Regions from separate parts of the Cyprinus carpio genome. Here region 2 is linked to region 1. Evidence: chromatin contacts called from public Hi-C data. All regions are on one chromosome and are shown on one strand. The core of a region is the stretch at or near the end of the contact, and the rest is flanking DNA. Distances in the headings are between cores, read along the strand shown. Region 1 overlaps zeb2a (zinc finger E-box-binding homeobox 2a). Region 2 holds the start of zeb2a (zinc finger E-box-binding homeobox 2a).

Region 1 (3,589 bases), core at 524-3,023:
TGCTGCTGAATTGTTATTGTTCTAGTTATAATGATCATTAAATAAAGTATTTTCTCTTATTACAGAGGAGCAAAAAGTGGAGTACAACTCCATGAGCCCTGACATCTCTCTCCATGGAATTGGAAATGGTACAGGTGAGATAACTTCACAATATATTGAAAAAATTCATGCAAAGATACATAATAAATAACTGTATTTAAAGAGTTGGGTCTATGCAGTAATCAAGACACCAAATCTTGAACATATTCATTATGAAATGTTTCCTATGAAAGAGTGTAACGTCTCTTAAACTATATGTAAATGCATGCTTGGCACACATGTGAGCATGTGAGATAATGTGTGTCTATGGGAGATGGAAAGTAAACGTTTTTAAGTTGAGCGCGAGTGCATGGCAAATCACATTTTGCTGCCAAATTGAGTTTAAGGGCAAAATCGAATTTGTTCAGTCCATGTACTTTCAAATTGATTACAAGGAAACAATAACATTTTCATTTGCTTACCCAATTTCCAGTCATCTAAAGAAAAAGTATGATTTAGAATAACTTTTGTCATTTTATTAGTTATCTACCCACATTACCTCATTTTTTACATATATAAATGTTTACTTTTTGTAAGGCGCAGTTGTCTATTCATCCTGTCAGTATCTTTAAGTAGTTCTCCATAAAGCATCCAAAAACCTATTGTTTACGAAAATCACGTTTAAAATCTTGTTCTGTGCAATTACACATAACACATGATCTATAATTAGATTGTTGGGTCCAATTTTATGTATATGATGAGCAATACAAAGTGAGATCAGTTACCCTGGCACGCCTAATTGCCATATAACCCAATTACCCATAATGCTGGAAATGTTTAAAGCATTTTCAAACATGCAAGAGGATGCTTAAAGAGTGCTTGATGATCAAGCTGGCTCCTATTAGTCTTTGAAGTGGCCATTATGTTGTAACTTAAATAAATACTTCCACCTTGAAAGGCCTTCTAATGGTTTGGTCTCCACTACATCACACTTAAAGTGGCCAGTGTCCTAATGTTCAGCTTGGTCCTTTTCAGTGACACTGAGCATCAACCACTGGATTCATTTGTGCTTTTCCTCCCCACTTCCTCTGTGCAGTTAAGGGTATTGATGCCTCTTCAGAGCTGGAAAGCTTCTTTGCCAAGAGGAAACTGGATGACAGTGAGGGACATGCAGCGAGCATTGCCGAATACCTGCAGGATACCGTTATCATTTACCCAGAGGACCCAGAGGAGGGTACACGACTGGGCACACCAGAGGCCAATGGACAAGATGAAACTGAAAGTGGTAGGCATTAAACTATAAAAATAGGATCTAACTCGCTAAGCACCAAATGCAATTAGAAATTAATTTAATAACTTTATTATGTTATGTTATTCTCAACGGGACGGAAAATTGTTAATGCAAAAATCTTTTTGTGGCCTGTAAGAATTATTTTTATTTTGTTTTATTTTTGCAAATTAGTTTGTGTGGACAAAATGCATATAATTAGTTTGTAAAATATTTTTCCTAATGCTATTTGAATGATAAAAAAGAATAGCATGTATTGCTGTTTCACTTAACTGAATGCAGTGCTTTACCTATCGTTCTCCCATAGCCTCAAATGGCAACTGTTTTTCCCACATATGCTGTTTTTTTTCTTTCTTCAATCCCCCCTCCTTCACTCTGTTCACTCTGTTCAATTTTGCCCAGATCTGGCACTGAGGACGCCAGATGCCTTTGCCCAACTGTTGACCTGCCCCTACTGTGACCGGGGCTACAAGCGGCTGACATCCCTAAAGGAGCACATCAAGTACCGACATGAGAAAAACGATGAGAGCTTCCCCTGTCCCCTGTGCAGTGACACCTTCGCCTACCGCACCCAGCTCGAGCGCCATATGGCCACACATAAGCCTGCCAGAGATCAGGTGAGAAGAGGCCCACCTCAGTCCGTACCCACACTCATTACTTCCTCATGCTTTTTCAGTATTATAGAAGTCTGGGTTCATTGTGAAAGATGCTGCATCTCTCATTCTGAGCGTGTTTACTTGTCCGAAGAGAACATGTTTCAGCCTGTTGATAGCTCCAGCATTGAACAAGCTCCTCCGGAAGCTCCTTAATACTTGAATCCTTCACACCGGAGCCACAGCTGTGCACTGTCATACTCCCCTGAGTGTCCGCCCACAGCCGGCCAAGTGTGGGCTGTTCTAGCACATTGAGTCCTATAGGCCTGCCGACTTCTCGCATCAGCTGTTGGAAAGGAGTCCACTCAAAAGATGCAGGGAAAGCTGATGTTTTTTCTGCCTTTTAGGCTGGTCTCAACATGAGCATGCTGTGAAAAATGCAGTGATACGGAATTATTTTGAAAAGGAAACTCTATATTGCTTTATTACTGAAGGAAAAGGTCTGTTTTTGATGTGGTAAAAGGGCTCTCAGTTGTTTGATAGGATTATAGCAGGATATCCCGCATTTGGGCTTTCAACTTTGAACCTTAAGCAGACTTGGGCATGTTGGAAAAGAATTTGGAATACTTGCCTTGCACGCTCATCTTACTGGCTGAATCACATTCACACATATGCACACACGCATACACACATATGTGCACCTCTTCAGACTGAATTAAACACGACCAGATGGCTTTTTTTCCCGGTGATCTAGAGTATCCTAATCCTTAAATGACTTTAAGTGTTTGTTTATTTGCTCTAAAGAGGTATTTTCCTGAAGGCTTTGAACATTATTCCTAGGTTCACCTTTCTAGGTTTAGTTTTACATTTCATCACGTGTATATATTTGCATACACTCATACAGAAAATGGAAACCCATTGCACATCTTATAATGGCCTATGTGCATGAGTATGATTGAACTTTAGAAGAAAGAACTTCACAGTACTGTACAGTACTGTATACATGTGACTATTAAACGTGCACTTGTGGACACCCACACATTTTTCACAGACCTTTTGTGTCTGTGTGTGGGGTGCAGGGTGAATGCTGTTGTTTTTGTTGTGCATCTGGGGCCCACATTTGAATTTCAAATGGAGGAAGAGCACCTACGTTTAACTTTGAATGGTGAATACAGATGCAGCCTACACTGTTTTTACTTAACCCAGACAACAACTGTTTAAAGTATTCAGATAGTAGTTGAACGAATAAAGTACTACAGATAAAAGGCATCACCAATTCATCATGTAAACGTTTTGAAGAAATCCAAAAAGAATCTTAATAACTGTTGGTTCAGTATCCTTGGACACACATACCTAAATACAATTCTGGTCTGTTTTCTGTGTTTAATTAATCAATATAAATAAATAAATATTTATTTCAGCATCAAAATTAATTATATACCCTTTTGTGACTGTTTTCTGCCTGTATCAATTTCTGTAATCTTTCTCTCCCTTGCAGCCTCAACTGCTAAACGAAGGGGCTGGTAACCGCAAATTCAAATGCACAGAGTGTGGCAAAGCCTTCAAATATAAGCATCATTTGAAGGAGCACCTCCGCATTCACAGTGGTAAGTGTTTCTTTGAATAATATGTTAAGAGCCTCCTTTCATAAGTGGCTGTGAAAAGAATGCCAATAATGTATATAATCTTA
Region 2 (3,913 bases), core at 138-2,637, 42 kb before region 1:
GTCCTTGTTACACTCGATTCTTTCGTTTACTTCTCCAGAAAATAGGTCATAGTGTCTCAGAATACAAAAATAAATAATTAAATAAATAAATAAATAAATAATAATAAAAAGTATGATTATTATTATTATTATTATTATTAATAATACTAATAATAATAAATTAAATAATAATAATCGACACAAATACATTTATAGGTTAGGGTTTTATTCTTTCGACTATTTCACGCCACACTCTACAGAGGCACAAACACACATTCATAAAAAAATTAATTAAAAACAAAAAGGTGCATGGAGAGGGAAAAAGAGTGAAATCAGCGTCTAGTGTTCCCATGTTTTATGGACAAAAAGGAGTTTTGAATATTATATTATCAATTTATTAAAAATAAAATACGTATTATTATTAATATTAACATTATTATTATCATTACTACTGTTGTTATTATTATTATTATAATAGGCGTCATGAGCGAAGAGGGATTTCCAAAAAAGTGCGCAATGCTCAAGCAATTTCTAAAATGCGTCGATTAATATAAACGCCTCCAGTGAAATCCAATTGGTCTTTAATAAGTACATCAAACAGCACTGACATTTTATTGGTCAATTAGCAATCCATACAAAAAAAAAATGCATGAATTTAGGGAGGGTAAATTTCTTCACACTGTACCAATCAGAGTGCCTTTAATAAATCTCTGAGTGTTGTATTAAAATGAAAGATTAAGTGCTAAAGACAGCTGAGGAAAGGGGGAGAACGTTTGAAAAAAAAAATCGAGATTTCTTGTAATAGCTTAGATTTTGGTGTAAATAAATGATTCTTGATCGCCTGCTGCAATGACTTGAAATATGTAACATAATGTCACACTATCACTTTTAATTGCACTGTGCACCCTGGAGCCCGTGAACAGCCCGCATTTTATACAGTGAATCACATAAAACCCATACGCGTGCAAATATACAACAAACATCACCGCGCAAGACAATGAAATGCCAGGTGAAAGAGCGCGCGCACGCACACACCACACACAGGTGAGCTACCTGTCAGATCACTGCAGCACTGGCAGCCTGTCCTGCATCTTTTCTGCTCCTCTTCCTTAAGAACAAGCTGTCGATGCTAGAGTTGTAACCATTCTTGCTCTGTTCCGCTTACAGAATTGAATGTCCACCGCCTCACCTTTCCAAAATTCCACCTGTGTTGCAGAACGACAGGCGCGAGCACCTGATGTGGCTCATCAGACGACCTCAGTGTTTCTCCATCTATCCCGCCGTGTAAAGATAGGTGGCGTGTGTGTCAGAGTCTCTGAGCGCAAAAGTAAAAGAGAGAGCGCAGAAATGTCATCTGAAGAGGCGGAACACGTCAGTGCGTCCTCAGGTTTGTTCCGTGTTGTGGCTCACAGAGATCAGTCCAAACCTGTCCATCAGGAATAACGGTCCCTCATTATAGAGCAGAGTCCTCCTCAGCGCTCCAAACATCTCTGTGGCGTTTGCCTCCCCTCTAACCGGCACTTTGGGGAATTTTCATATAGAATCGGGTAGGTGAGCCTGTTTCGTCTGTGCTTGAGTCCTTGTGGATGCTTTTTATACACCCTATTTGACTTTTTTGATCCCCCTCCCGAAAACGAGATTGCAATCAACTTGGCTTCAGCTGGCGCAGGTGAGAAAGGTGCGCGCGCCTCACGGATGCTGACACACCGGCAGCTTCATGCAGGGGTGATGATGATGATGATGTCGCTCGCTAAATTTGTTAGTGCATGTTTACGCGTCTCTCATAAAAGGATGCTTTCCCGTTAGACAACAACATAAGAACCCCTTTTCTGATCCGCATCTCTTCAGTCTTTTAGATGTTAGGTACACGACTTTTAGTTTAAATATTTAAAACCTATTTAACTGCAAAAATAAGCTAAAAAAAAATAATAATAATCATTTTAATTTTGTCATCAGCATCCACAAATTTTCCAAGACTTACATTTGCTGTGATGAAAGGGTAATGTAGCTTTTTATTTGTTTGTCTATCATGTTTGAATTCCGTGTGTTATTTTTGAGGATTCGCCTGCACATACTGCAGGTTTTATTAGCTACATTAGATAAGCTGACAATTAAAGATTTCAAATGTACGATTTATTATAAGCAGTTATTAGAAGAGTGTACACGTAGCATGTTTTGGTTAGGTTACTTTTTTTTTCCTAAAAAAATAAAAAATAAAAATAACATTTTTTAAAAGGAAAATATTACCAAATAATTCTTAATAAATAAGGTTTATCTTTTTATTTTAAACCATTAACGGGATTTTAATGACAATTCCGAGCAAAACTAAATATACTAAATGAAATTCGGTCAGGCATAGCCTAAGTCAGGCAACAGAAATTACGAAGCCAATATTTACATCTAGCAGACTTACAAAGTAGCCCACAAGATTAGATGCCTATAACTTAAAGCTGACAGAGGGGGGGACATATCAAACTACATAAAGCAATTTCACTAAACACAAGTTGCTGAAAACTTTAATTGCATCTCATTCTGTGAAATGCTCTATACGCACAGCACATGGTTTATGGTGACTTGAAGGTGTCGGTGTGTCCGTCCCCCTTCATTCGCGCACTCACGCGCTGCTGTCCGATCACACTCACACACACATACACACACTTCAAAAGATCAGACGACGCGCAGGACGCTCACGGTCCCTCTAAACAAACCCTCCTGGATAACTTCATTCGGACTTCTCAGTCACTCTACCCCCCAGATATCATTTGCTCTCCTGTGAGCGACACACATCCTCCTTCCTGCCCTGAGAGTCCAATTGTTGCCGTGTGTGTGTTGGTTGCTAGATCTTGGATGAAGGAGCGGAGCCCATGCGGACTGCTGCCATCTGACCCACTCTTATCAATGAAGCAGGAGATCATGGCGGAGGGTCCCCGGTGTAAGAGGAGAAAACAGGCCAACCCGAGGAGAAAGAACGGTAAGAACGTGACTTATGGCGAAAAACCGAACTCTTGCTTGTTCTCGCGTCTTTAAAACACAGTTGGATTTGGGTGAGATTGTGCGTTGTCAAACGAAGCGCTGTACAGAAGAGTGCGGAAAACTCAGCGACAGTGTAAACTATTCTCTTGTGTGCTTAAGGTAGAAGTCTACCGGTTTAAAGTGTTTTCATTGCCGTGGAAATGTTTAAGTTGTAATAGAGTAAGAGTTAGAGGGAGAGTTCAGATGTGAGCGTCTATTATCTCACAGCACAAAACCGTTATGTAGCTATGTGTGAGTGCGTGCGCGCTCGCGTGTCTTCTGCTGGACACAATATGGCTCTAAAATACCTTTAAATGCTTAAGAAAGTTGTTTTGAGTTGTATCAGATTTGGAAAAGTTGTACAGTTATACTTGTTATGGACTTCTGTCTTTGCTGAAGTTGTAAAGGAGTGAAGTACTGCTGTGCGGTTACAGGTTATGTGTTGGGGCACTTTTCGTCACTTTCTTAATTTATAAGTAGTCACAAGTGTTATGACTTATTGAACACATGACTTTTGGTTTGTGTTGAAGGCATAATTGAAGCAAAATTAAGTGACTAATGTTTTTGTTGGAATCCTATGGGGGAAAAAGGCTAACAGAAAAGTCCTGGTTCCATAGTACTTAGTGGCCTGAGGAGCATTTTAGACACAAAGAAAAACAAACTCATCTTCAGGCTATCACTCACGCTGTCCTGTCTTTCTTTTATTGATAAAAATATTTTATTTATTTTTTTTGTAAGAGGAAAATATTTTTATTAGGCTATAAACGGAACAGTAATATTTTTAAAATACATCTGATTATGTTGTTCAATCTGTGTTTTATGCAAATAAATGTAAATATTGCTTTGGTTATTTCGGTATTAGCATTTACACATATTCCCGGACTCTGTTAGCAATGTTTGACCACGATACTTTATTAAATGC

The links. Hi-C and Micro-C count contacts between places; a contact is called where the count stands out from the background.
Region 2: a contact with region 1 is called in a Hi-C map of red blood cells, with 4 times the contacts expected there. The contact joins the promoter of zeb2a here to the enhancer-like site in region 1. A contact is called at or near these places in 2 of 8 Hi-C or Micro-C datasets (liver and red blood cells).

What each region holds. Positions count from the first base shown.
Region 1 is chrB9:16,472,690-16,476,278 of ASM1834038v1, reverse strand. It overlaps zeb2a (zinc finger E-box-binding homeobox 2a), which reads left to right. Exons shown (of 10, transcript XM_042731177.1): 4 at 66-134; 5 at 1,115-1,303; 6 at 1,709-1,923; 7 at 3,398-3,506. Among protein-coding and RNA genes, the nearest start is that of gtdc1, 11 kb to the right of the region's middle. Within about 2 kb of position 1,773, at least 1 of the 8 cell types and tissues checked has an H3K27ac peak or open chromatin away from gene starts, as enhancers often do.
Region 2 is chrB9:16,514,001-16,517,913 of ASM1834038v1, reverse strand. It overlaps zeb2a (zinc finger E-box-binding homeobox 2a), which reads left to right and starts at 1,387. Exons shown (of 10, transcript XM_042731177.1): 1 at 1,387-1,526; 2 at 2,820-2,950. The coding sequence starts at 2,827. It overlaps LOC122138477 (a long non-coding RNA gene), which reads right to left and starts at 1,189. Exons shown (of 2, transcript XR_006155608.1): 1 at 1,033-1,189.